Regions from separate parts of the Zea mays genome. Here region 1 is linked to region 2. The links are chromatin contacts, called in public Hi-C maps. All regions are on one chromosome and are shown on one strand. Each heading gives the region's core, a stretch centred on a gene start, on an enhancer-like site or on the middle of the called end of the contact. The rest is flanking DNA. Distances are from core to core; before and after follow the strand shown.

Region 1 (6,451 bases), core at 3,658-6,157, 330 kb before region 2:
ATATGTTAGTACTCAAAATAATGTACTAAGTCTAGAAACGTACCTTTTGCCTTGATTTGCACTTCTCACTTTGTTTAGCACATGAGCACTTAGTTAAACGTGTTGGGCACTTAATCACCAAAACATTATAGAAATTGCCCAAGGGCACATTTCCCTTTCAATCACCTTTTTCAAAACAAAACATTTTGTTTTCTATAGCAAGGCTAAGCATCATAAAACTTGTTTGAATAAATCTGGTAAGAAGGAATGGTAACCAATATTCCAAGGAATGGTAATGCATCAATTGTTTAGCACACAACTCCTATCACCTAATGCATCATATAAGGTGATAAAGATTTTAAAACAACAAGGAAAGGGATAATGCATCGGGGCTTGCCTTGTGTTGTAGGAGTTTCTGCTTCCTCACCATAGATGTCGAAGTAAAAGTTATTTTCTGCTAGAGAATTCTCTGTCTGAGGGACAACCTCTTCTTCTATTATGGATTCTTCTTCGTGTTCTATACATGATAATACATGTACATGAATGCTTATGCTATGTCATGGATATGCAATTATATAACAAAAAGGTAGTAAGTTGTGTCTTGAATACAACTTTCCTTCACGGTGCTATTTAACCACTAAGACTTCCTAGTGAAATACTCTTTAAGGATTAACTTACTAACCTTCGTAGGCTATTGATGAAAGTAAGTTTGCTAAGTTCAACTTTAATTACAAAGTTACCTCTAACTTAGTTAGCATTAAAATGGGTAACCTATGGAACCAATTACTGGTTTTCTAGTCAAATAGTGTCCAAATAACTTCAAACTTTACTTAAAGTCTATAACCAATATTTTAAGTCTACCCAAAAAGATCTATGATTTTTTGTATTACTAAATGTTTTCTAAAATTCAGAAAATCTTTACTTAAGCGCCTTTAAATGCTACATAATTCTGAGTTTGAAATAAAAATCTTGGAATTATTTTCTTTAAATACTAGTTGATTTTAGGAATATAATAAAATTGGTCTCATGATTTTACCAATTTTTACTATTTCTAATGAATTTCCCAAACTAATAGTAAAAAGAAAAGGAAAACAATGAATAGGGTTGGGCTGAAACTGGCTCGAACCGGTCCACGGACGACGGAAACGCGCTCGCGTCCGCGCCCGTGCTTGAGACTTTGCGCAAAGGCCCCTGGTGTTTTAAATATCCAGTAAAGAGTCCGTGGCACTATTTATTTGTGTCACTCACAATTTCACATAGGTCCTCTTATTTCTATCTCTTCACGGCTTTAAGTCCTCGATAGTGCTCCGGTCGAACACTTGGCTGGAACCGTGCATACTCGTCGCCAGTGACCTGTTTCGGTGGTGTCGAGCACACGGACTCCATGCTCAAAACCATCCAAGCATATTCCCCAACGTAGTTCGACTGGCCCGGTCCTAATTTGTATCTGCTCAGGACCACGGCAGAGCCAGAGCTCCGGCAAGCCCGTTCCGAGCAACAGAACACAGTAGCGTTTAAATTAAAGCTAGGGTGAGTATCACTGGCTCATCGGAGGTATGGTACGCGCACGAATTTGGATGGAGAGAGCACGGGAGGGCCAGTTGACGTGAGGGCGTTCTTGGCGGTGCTCTATGGCGGTGAAGCGATGTTCTCGATGCCCTGCTGCAGTAGTGTTCAATCGGTCAAGTTAGTGAGCTTCACTAGCACTAGAGGATGCTAAAACATGGCCTAGAGAGACACGAACTAACATGATAAGGGCTGGCCACGGTGAGATGTCTCACGACATTGTTGGTGACTGGTTTCAGGGAATTCCGGTGACTGGAGGCTATGGTGCACGAGAGAGGCTAGCTGAGGGTGGGATGTGCGCATAACAGAGAGGCGAAGCGACGGGAGTGCTCAATTTAAAGGAGCCAATCACTGCTTCGCGAATTTGAGACGAGGGTGTTCACGACGGCGGCGGGATATTTCTACCGAGGCAAGTTCACTTTGGCGCGCAATGGGGTAATGTACCGGCTACTCTCCACGACTTACTGCGACGTGGTAAGATGGCCTATGGCATGGCGCGATCCAGATTAACGGTGGCCACCATGGCGACGGCCGCTCGACCACGTCGCCAGGCAAGTGGATATGGCAGGGCTGGCTCAATCCTACCCCCCTCTGATCTTTTCATCCCCGCAGTAATATCCCACTCGAACTGAGCATGAATCTCGACGACCAGCTCGAATCACCGCGCGGAGGTCGCCATCGGCAAGGTTCTCTGAACCTAGGATCTTCTTTAGTTACTGTTCACGCAGAACTCCATTCACTATGCATGATAGAGCAACTTGAGGGGCATTTTTCTTCAATTCCCATGGGGTGAACTACTAACCCGATTGCATCAAAGTTATTCTCCTATATACCATCTTCAACTTTGTCATAAGGATCTTGGTCATTTACTCACTAGATCAAGCACAATTTGGCTCCAAAGTTGATCAAATACCACTAATAGTCTGTTTTCAGGTTACTGCTTGACTGACAACCCGACTTCTAGGAAATTTTACTCCATTTTCTATACAATTCTTGGGCTAAGTCACTAATCAAATTTGTACTACTATAGTAGCTCTACAACTTTGTTATGGTGACTTGTAGCAAACTCCTTATGCATCAAGAGATACAAGAGTCCAAAGTTAGCTCATCCACACTGTTTTTTCAGAGCTCAAGGGTAGGGGTACTTATGGAGTTTTGCAAATTACTCCAAGTTCCACCACAAAACATGGAAATCTCCAAATATAAATGTTGCTTAGTTTTTATTACTCTACCACTTTGATATATACACTTTTGGAAAAAAGTGCATAGAATTTGAAATCACCCTATAGGGCACTAATTAGGGTTTTTGTGTTCCAAATTAGGGTTGTGGGTGTCCTAGGGTCCATTAAGAACTCAATCTCTCTATGCCATTATTTCTTGAACACTTTTACCAAATTAGCAAGATCACTCCTTAATGTTCACCACATAAGGTTACAAACTTCTAGTCCTTTGAGAGATGTACTCCAACCTAGGGTTAAGAATCCCCTTTCTAGATCATAAACCCAAGCAAGCATTACATCACATGTTTGTTTTGAAATTTTAGCCTAGTGGATGCATTCTAGGTGTATCATACATAATGAAATTCTAATGCATATGATGTCATGCAAAAGTTTTAGTTCTCGTAACACCAGAGGTGTTACACCAGGCCTCACTATAGATACACCATGAAAAATATTTACCTTTCATAGCCTCAACATGTCCCTTTTTCACGGTTGACTTCCTGAAGTTAACATGGCTCGGTCTCCATGGCCGATCTTCGGCATCATTAGCATCACTTCCAAAGTCAAAATCTTCACTATCCTCGGAATCATCCGACAATTCGGCTAGTATCTCGCTTGCAATCTTCATAGCATTACTCTTTTCCATAACTTCATAAAACCCAACTAGAGCAAGATCTTCACTCTTCTTGCCCTCAGCTATCTTAGCTCAAACCAGAAGCAACCGAAGCTAAAAACAAGCGCAACGCTCAATGGCTCAAAGCGACAAAACAACTGAATAACACGATAAATATTTTGCGATGGTCGTTCTATTTATAAGCAAACTACCACTGCAAAATGGCCCCGCATTTCAGAAATTTCGCTATTTGACGACGGGAAGGTATTTTTTCGAACCTTCGGCATAAGGCCTCTATTCATTCCGCAGTCTGAGCTCGTTACAAGGAAACAAACTAATACTGCGAAGGGCTACTGTTTGGGGCCTTCATCTTTCGAAGATCCTAAAAACATAGATAACCATTGTTTCTCGATACATCTCTAGGTGTTGCAGGTGCTTCAGTGCTAGTCATCTTCGGAACAGACCAGGAAAAAGGACGAAGGCATTAGCTTCGTCATAGCTATACAGGGGGCGAAGGCAGAAGTCAAACAAAGCCGACAGAAGGTATTCACAAGATTCTGTAGCCTAGATGATAAAGATAGAAGACATACCCTTGCATCATTTGTAAATCGTATGTACAAGTTTTGTGGACATACTTGTAATTTCATATGAAGTTGTACCTCTGCCATATAAATAGATGAATAATACCCTGCATAAAGTACATTTAGCCAGGTGCTATAATTCCTCATAATTCAATCTCCGAAACACCTTCACGCTACCTTGCATTAATAAGCCGAAGGTATGATTGTAAACTTGTTTTGCGTGAAAAGAAATGGAACGCTAAAGACACTTGAGATGAGTTATCATACTTAACTTCGTCATATTATTGTGTAATTTGTTGTTATATTTTTGTGTGCAATCCATTTGATTACATCAAACCTTCGTTCTTGAGCAGTTGTCCCAAAGGGAGAACACTTCAAGGATGAGGGCTTCTATTTTTTAACATTGTGTTGTTTTGTTTTTTGATTGTATACAATAATTGAAAATAAGTGACCAACAATAATATAGTTTGACGAAGGTAGTGAAGACTTATTTTAAGAACCACCAATTTTGAAGGACAATTTCAAATACAAATTGGCAAAGTACTATAACTTGATACAAAATAGTTAAATAAAATAAAATTGACTATTTGTCATATTTAAAGGAAATATATTATGTACAAATTAATTTGTTAGTTCAAACCCTTGTTATGGTGAATTTTCAAAATAACATTTTTATGTGTATTATGTTTCAAAATAACTTTTTCATCTTCTTTAAATGCTTTTAAAAACTTTATTCTATTTTTGTAATTGTGTTTTGTTTGCACAGTCAGTGAAAAGGATTAGCAATACAACTGTCCAAGTAAAAGCGTGGTTATCGTATTAAAGCTAGCTTAAACCCAAAGCAACGTTGCTCGAACAGTCAGATCAGATCAAACCAACTCTCAACCTCCTCTGCTTCTTGTTCCTTGACTTCCTTCACACTCCTTCTAGAACCCTCTAGAAGCAATCGCAAAAATGCCGCTCCATCACCCTAAGCACCGCCACCATGACGAAGATCTCCTCCCCTACCGCCGCTCCGATGACGAGGCCAAGCCGCGCCGGCCGTACACCCCCACCTTCCCCTCCTCCCCCGCCTCTACCAACCGCCTCCTCCTCTTCTTCGCCGTCGCCTGCCTCGTCCTCGCCGCTGCCTCCTTCGCCTTCGCCGTTTCCACCAGCCGCAACCGTCAGTCCCTGCCGCAGCCTCCGCCTACTGTCGCCTTCCGCTGTGGCCGCGCCGAGGATTCGCTCCGTTCCTTCCTAGCGGCCTCCTCGCACGGCAACTTCTCTGCCGGCGACAGGGAGAAGGTGCTCGCTGTCGTTGGCGTACACACGGAGCATGGGAATTTCTCCGCTGCCCGACGCGCTGCGCTCCGCGCTACCTGGTTCCCGCTCAACCCCGAAGGCATCGTAAGGTTCCGCACACTTCCATAAGCTTTGGATCTGAGTAGATTCATGATGTAGATTGCTGCTACTCGTGTCGCGTATATACTAAAAACTTCTAGCTATTTTAGTATCTAACTGCTACCATGGTGTGATCAGTTAAGATGTTGCTTGTGCGCTTGCTGTTACTTGCATTTCCTGCTAATAAGGTTGTTTGTAGCTTAGATCTCTGGCTCATCTGCTTCAATTGCAAATGCTCACTATTTGAGAATGCAGTTTTTTTCTCCAATTGGGCAGGGTGGTGTGAGTCTTACTAGCTGGGTCGATTTGATTCATTGGTTTCTGCCACTAGTTGCCATTTACTATAATTTGAATTCTCATGAATGATTGTTAACATGAACAAGAGGTTATGGTGTAACAAGCATATAGGCAGTGATGGAAACTTCGAATAGCCATACAAATTTGGTTCCATCATGTCACAATGCATTAATAAGTTATATCATTTGAACTGAAATTTAATTTGTATTGCAATTCTAATCATTTCAAAGCAGGAGTCCCGTGTTCGAAGTGCAGTACAAATCTTGGTATATCAGGTGTCATGAAATGCATAGTAGAAAGTATATATGAAGACTCGGTGAAGAAAGGAGATTCGATATCCACCGAGTAGATATAATTTTAAATCCAAAACAGTTCATTTGAAACAAATTTATGTTATTAGTTGATTGAAAAAGTATGTGTGCTATATGGAAAGTATGTTTAGCTATTTTCTTTCCATTCCTTTTTATTTTTTCCTTATCTTTTTTGGAGTTCTGAGTGTTGCAATGTCTCTTGAAATGTTCTATTACACGACTCTGCATTCAGTTACTGTACTCCTTGGCCCTAGAGAAAAGTAGGATAAAATGTTTTACCATTTATTGTTTACTGACAGCTTGTCACATTTATGGTATAGTGTGACCAAAGTGATCTGAGATACAATTCACTGTTTTTTAGACTGGGCCATGAATGTGTGATTATGAGGCAAAATTGATTAATCTCTTTCAAATCTAGTAATGTTCTCTGTTTTCCTTTTCTTGGCCTTATAGTTTGTATGGACAGAATTAATCACCTTATTTCCATGTTACGTTTTGTGC
Region 2 (6,800 bases), core at 2,215-4,714:
CTGTTCAAACTTATTATCGTTGGTAATCGAACGTGAATCATTATTGTTGTTATTTACGTTATATTTCATGAATCAAATGACATCCTGTTTCCTGTGAAAAGTATCGTGTCAATTTACATGCTTCATACGAGCCCATATCTATATTTACATTTCTTGAATCAAATGGCACCTCAGTTTCCTGTCAAAAGTATCGTGTCAATTTACATGCTTCATACGAGCCCATCTCTATATAATCTGTTACGAAGATCCAGGAGAAGGGATCCTGAGAAGCTGTTGCAGCAGACGTGCCGCAAGGCGCTGTGTTACACCACCTGCGACACGAGAACCCAAGACGCGGGCCTCTGGTTCTTGTAGCACCTGATTACCACAACCACTCTTCTGTATCAGTCACACAATGCAGACTAGCAGTTGAAAAGTACAGTAAGAAAGTTTAGCAACAGTCTACCTGAACGATTGGTTGCAAAAGGCTCGGATCAAAGTTATTTGAGGATCTCAAAAGACCCCATACTCTGAAAACCTGGTCTCGGAGCTCCAACATCTGTTCTTGTTCAGCCTCACTAAACTTGAAGGGTCCGGCTGGATTGCCACTGGAAATTAATGGCTTCAAAAACGCTGGAGCTGCATTGTATGAATCGATCAGTGTTCCAATAGTGATGGCTTCTGTTACACGAACTGCCTCTTTCACAACCAACACACGCAATTCCTCCCCATCAGGACCCAGGAGAAGCTTTAGAACAGGCTGTAATGCATCTTTGGCTGCAAACTCTCTATCTTGGCGCCCTTGAACAAGAAGATTTTCAAGCCTATTCCATCTGCAGAGACGTGAACGTTAGACAATGCTGTCCTGAGTGGTTCTTTGATCTGTCAAAAGACTAAAATATATACATATGAGCAGGTACTTGCCTGAATCTTCCATCCTTGAATAGAAGCTCAACTAAAGCGTCTCTGAGGTATGGATTGGGATCAGTGAGTAGCCTTTTCGCAAAGTAAGGATACGATGCAGCAAGCACCTTAAAATCAGGGTCAGCATAGAGTGCTAAACCTTCCAGTACAGTGAGCGATCGTAGTATCAATGCATAGTATGCTGGTACTGGAATTGAATAAAGAGCTTTAGAAGTTATATCACGCTATGAGAAAAATTAGACAAGGATCAAATATTTGTACAATCTACAATGCCAAGCTTACCATTGAACGGGTACTGATAGAGAACAGCACCTAGGCCATCAACTATTGTCTTGAAGTTCAGCTCACTCACTGTTGCATTTAGTGCATCATCAAAGAAATTCTTGAGAGCAGGCACAATCGGGGAAACATCTACATCCGGTTCCAAGAAATCTAGTGCATAATAATCACGAGCCATTGCTTCATAGTCCCTGTTGACTAAGTGGACAACATGTCCTATAATGGCTACCCTCGCATCCTCTGGTGTTTCACTCATCATGCCAAAATCAAGAAAAGCCAGCTTCCCCTCAGGTGTTGCCAATATATTACCAGGATGAGGGTCAGCATGAAAGTAACCATACTCCAGAAGCTGCCTCAAGCTACACTGGATACCAATGTTGACCAAATCCAGAACCTTCAATCCTTGACTTTCAATAGCTGCTTGTTGGTTTAATTTTACACCCTCAATCCACTCCATTGTTAGAACCTTAGCACTTGTGTAATCCCAAAATATATCAGGCACTAAGACATCTTGCTTATCGGCATATAGTTTTTTAAACCTTCTTGCATTTTGGCCTTCCTGCATTCCGCATTCTTATTTACATTCAACGATAAATGACAACCTTTAGGCAAACTAAGGAGAACTACTACAATAATCTACTGTTGAAGAAACTGAGAATTTCAGTGTTTTTCCCCTGTTCCATTGTATTCTTATTTCATCATAAATGAGACATAGGATAGGAGAGTGGTCAATGTGTACTATGCAGACAGAAAGAGAAGCATAGCAGAATGTGTGTACATAAATTCACACAAGGACAAGCAAAAATGTACCTGAACATAATTAAGCTCTTGGAAAACTCTCCGTGCAAATTCATCCATAAGGGCAACAACATCGCTGGTTACAATGTCAACATACTTATTTATAAGAAACCCGAGTCCTCTAAGTAGATAAAAATCAAGCCCAATAGCATCCTCGATACCGGGTCTCTGCACCTTCACAGCCACCAGCTTCCCAGAGTATTTCAACTTTGCTTTATAAACTTGACCTAAACTAGCGGCTGCAATGGGGGAAGGTGAAATTGCCGAGTAGATTGAATCAAGCGTGAAGCCAAGCTCTCTCTCAATACATGCAAATGCATCCTCATCCGGAAATGTGGGAAGTGAATCCTGCAAGAAAGCGAAGTCTCAACAGTTGGGACTTGTGAGGGAACTAAAATTTGCACTAGAAGTAACTTCGCAAGTTACAATGAGGAGTGCATCCTCAATTTTGAACTCTAGAAGATGGAACCGGATCCATCCAAACCACTTATTAGCTGTTTCATAAGTGACCAACGACGCCCAGCCACCACTAGAAACTGCAAAGCATCTCATAATGGGAGAAACCCTGGGCAGTAGTATATGCATGTTGAATGAATCACAATTCAATATGAGATTAGGCGTAGTGATGCTCTACTTTCACCACCAGAAAAAAGCTCTAATGGCATTGATAGTGCTATCCTGAAACTACCTTAAATCACATACAAGGCCAAGCAAGCAAAGAATGGGAAACGGACGCACCTGCAGCTCGGCGAGCTCCTCGAGGTACTCGACCGGGCAGAGGTCGGGGCGTGTGGACAGACCCTGCCCAATTTTGACGAAGGTTGGGCCCAGTCTGGTGAGGATGCTGCGCAACTCCACCGCTCTGGCGCGTCTCCTCTCCGAGGACGACTCCCCTCTCCGCTCGTCCAGCAGGACCTTCACCCCGAACGACGCCAGCTTGGACAGCACCTCCGCTGCCCGGAGCGCCACCTGATGAATTACATAGCAGCAGTCAGGGGAGCATGAATCAAAATCCGAGCACTGAGGTTGCGGAGCAGAGGTAGATCAAGTCCAAAATTGGTGGAGGCCTGAGCCCGGGGCGCGTGCCTTGAAGGGGCGGGAGCCGTAGCGGGAGGCGAGGAGCTCGGGGCTGTAGACTGTGGCGCCGGCGGCGCGGGCCATGGCGCGGGCCTCGGCCTGCAGGTCCTCGGCGCGGTCACGGGCGAAGGAGGCGGCCACGGGGCGTCCAAGCGCGGTGGCGGCGCCGTTTGTCGACGCGGGCGGGGACGCGCGGGGCGAGAGCTGGATGGAGAGGTCGGGGGAGGGGGGCGCCGCGGTGGAGGCGGCACGGAGGAGGAAAGGCGCGCGGCGGCGCGGGGCCCCTTGGCGGTGCGGGGGCGAGGGGAGGGAGAAGGAGACGGCCGGCGTTGTGGACGTGGTGGCCGCCATAGCCGCGGCCGGGCGAGTGGGAAGAGGTGCGTAGGCGGAGCTTTGGGGGTGACTACTGTACTGAGTACTGACTAGTAGCGTAGGCGTCACAGCGCCGGGCGTGTGTTCTTACATTTTGGTGGTTGGTTTGGCTGTTCTGCGAGAGGATTTGATGTGCGCCACAGACAGAGCACGAGAGGCGGCGTCGTCGACGCTCACGGCACCTGTAGCTGTAGGCAGGAGCCGCAGACTGCACGGCTTCGGCAACTGACCAAGCCGCAGACTGCAGTATATTCTGGAGAAACACTGTGTTGACGTGCTGGGCAAGGAGTGGGATACTTGCCAATGTGTGTGAGGTACAACAGAGTTGTTTGGCCTCATGGCTAGCTATGTCGTTCATGGGGTAGCTGAACTGCTGAAGTATCTATTTAATTATTTATTAATAACTTTAGCATAACCTGCAAATAGGAGAATACACAATAGGCAACGATTATTATGCAAACAGTCTTTCTGTGCAAGCGTACAAGCAAACCATCTGATCCATTAGATTACGATCCAACCATAGATACAACCATAGTTTGTTAGGAGATTTTTTATAAATATTATTGAGGTGATGGTGGAAGGGTTTAAATGTTAAATGTGACCTACGGTTGGATCACGATCTAATGGATCAGATAGTTTGCTTACACGTTTGCATAGAAGGACTGCTTGCAAGTCGTTGCCTACACAATAAGGGGTATTTGGTTTCTAGGGACTAACTTTTAGTCCTTTTATTTTATTAAATTTTAGTTTATAAATTATCAAATACGGAAACTAAAACTCTATTTCCATTTCCGTATTTGCAATTTAGAGATTAAAATAGACTAAAGACTAAAAATTAGTCCCTAGTAACCAAACATCCCTAAGACCTCATGCAAGTCATGCAGTAGGAATATGGGACTATGCACAGGTACATCAAGCATTGGCATGACGTGTAAGCTGATGTTTCAAGCATGTCTGAGAAGACATGTCTACGTCTTTCGCAAAGACCTCAGGGACCGAGAACTTCCATGAAGGCTCATTCGCATGGATCTAAACTTCATCTCCCCTCTTCGAGGTGGCCAGTAAATACATCATGAGCTAAGAGGTGTTGTAGAACATGTCCTCAAGGACAAGGGAAAGGTGGAGCAGAAGGCTGAGCTAGAGAAGAGCCAGAAGAGCAGGCAGGACCGCCTAGTCAATGTTGTTGAGCGAGGGACTCGACACGTCGAGGCAACACTCCACCAGGAAATAAGATTACAATAGCAAATTCCAAAACACCATGGAAGGGTGATGCATCTTCCATCCACATGGCCATCACATTAATCATGACTTCCGAAATATCCGGGGTTTCACGCAAAAACTACTAAAGGAGTCGGAGACTGAGGCCCAGAAGCTAGAGACCAGCAAGAAAATGACTCAGATGATGGACAAATTCCTAGAGCCGATGCAGGACATTATGTACATCATCGATGGTCCTAACACATCCAATAGGAAGCAAAAGCTCGAGGCAAGAGATGTCTATGTTGGGTCCCGACAAGTGGACCCAGACACTCGGGGATAGGAGAGAGACACGATGCACAACAAAATGTTAGGTAGGGAACTATAGCGTATCGTTATGTGTGTCCCACCCTACTATAGGGCGGAGGCATTTATAGGAGCAGGTAGGGGTAGGTAAGACCAAGTACAGTTATGCCCCAGTTACCTTCCACATCATAGGAATATTTTGTGCCATGGGGTAATTACCACATGGTAACTGAGAGCACCTAGAGGGGTGAACAGGTGATCCTACAAAACTTAACTCAAACAACACAAACTTGGTCTAAAATATGAGTTAGAGTGAATAAAAACCAAATTTGAGAGTAGTGCGAAGACTACACCAGTGCTAGTAGGCGAGGTGGTGGCCTTTGAAAGTTTTTTCAATGCCAGGCTTCGGTTACCCTGCCATGATTTCTTGTTGAGGGTATTGGAGAAGTTTAGGGTTCAACTCCATCAGCTGCTCCGAATGCCATGTTTGCCCTAAGCAAGTTTATGTGGGTGACTACCACTTTTGGGGGACTCCATCAGTGGAGGTCTTCTCTAAGCATTATTGTTTACACTAGCGAAAGAGGGTTGTGGATGGGATTATCGAACAGTTTAGGAGCTGCACTTTCACCCGGAAGATGGGGAATACTACGGGGAAGATTTTTGAGCTTGTCCCATGCTCCAAGAATAAGTGGGGTGGTTGGACGGATAACTGGTTTTACGTGCACTGATTGGACAGTGAAGGCTAGCCTCGTGTCACACCCGGATTTAAGGACAAATCTAGGCGTGTCTCAAATGTGTCCTAGGATCAAGTCTCACACATATGATGACTCATGGTACAGAAATCAATGTCACATCTTTATTACATAATAGAGTTTTGTACAAAATAGCTAAATAATTACATCATATGACGACAATGATCCTCTATAACCATAGTTGACTGTGAGATGACAGCCTAGACCTCTCCGAACTCATTGTAGCATCCTTCATGCTCCTCATCTTGCGGTACCTATCCTTGACATGGTGTGAGTTTAGCTAGAGTGAGCTCACATATGTTCATCGTTCAACAAGTTGTGGGGAATAATGTGCATGAGCTCACTTATGGTGGGGGCTCATCTGAAGTGTAAGGTTCTTCACTTGCATGTCATCACTTGCGTCTACTTGCGTGTGGGCCCAGTGGGCAGAAGATTCTTCCCCGGATTTCACTGCGCCGCACGGAGGAATGGAGAGTTTGTTAGAGATTGAATCAACCGGACCTGGTTGCTTGCGCCTCTGGGGTATATAAGTCGACCCCCCCTTGACCATTGAGGCAGCACCGAAGTCATCGGGTGGAGCAGAGCGACATCAATCAAGCAGAGGGGAGAGAGAAAGGGAGAGAAGTCGCCACCACCATCGATTTGAGACTTCACCGTCGATTCTACCTCTATACGGGGGCATGGAAGGCCACCGAGAGTACCTGTGCATGGTCGAAGATATTCCAGACACGAAGATCCTCCAGTGGCATGCCAATTGCTCGTTAGAGTGGGTGTCCGCCTTGGATCCGCGGTGTGCTGCGGGCGAACAACATCACGGCTCGGAATCCATCGCCAGCACCGCTAGAATTGCTCACCGTACTTCGGGTTCCACCGCGTGCCGCGGGTAGGGTTCTTCAACCTGTTAATCAAGGTACGAACGTCGTTCACGTGTTCGCGTTTCCATTCAATAGGTATGGCTGTAGCGAATTAGAGTTTGTGTCACTGTGGTGCGCAGAATCGCTCGCCGACGATGGCTGCGCCTGGTGGAGCTGCACCACCATGATTTTGTTCTGGGGTTGGGGAAGGGGCTACGATAGCCGTTGATCGGGGCACGGGTGGTCGTTCTTAGGATCTCAG

The links. Hi-C and Micro-C count contacts between places; a contact is called where the count stands out from the background.
Region 1: a Hi-C map of ear shows a contact between it and region 2, with 2.7 times the contacts expected there. The contact joins the promoter of LOC100192460 here to the promoter of LOC100286057 in region 2. A contact is called at or near these places in 2 of 25 Hi-C or Micro-C datasets (ear and tassel).

Annotation. Positions count from the first base shown.
Region 1 is chr8:93,853,444-93,859,894 of Zm-B73-REFERENCE-NAM-5.0, reverse strand. It overlaps LOC100192460 (transferase), which reads left to right and starts at 4,907. Exons shown (of 7, transcript NM_001137680.1): 1 at 4,907-5,353. The coding sequence starts at 4,914.
Region 2 is chr8:93,520,974-93,527,773 of Zm-B73-REFERENCE-NAM-5.0, reverse strand. It overlaps LOC100286057 (ubiquinone biosynthesis protein ubiB), which reads right to left and starts at 3,464. Exons shown (of 7, transcript NM_001372017.1): 1 at 3,067-3,464; 2 at 2,719-2,949; 3 at 1,993-2,328; 4 at 1,186-1,741; 5 at 904-1,090; 6 at 446-812; 7 at 64-357. The coding sequence starts at 3,408. The coding sequence ends at 238.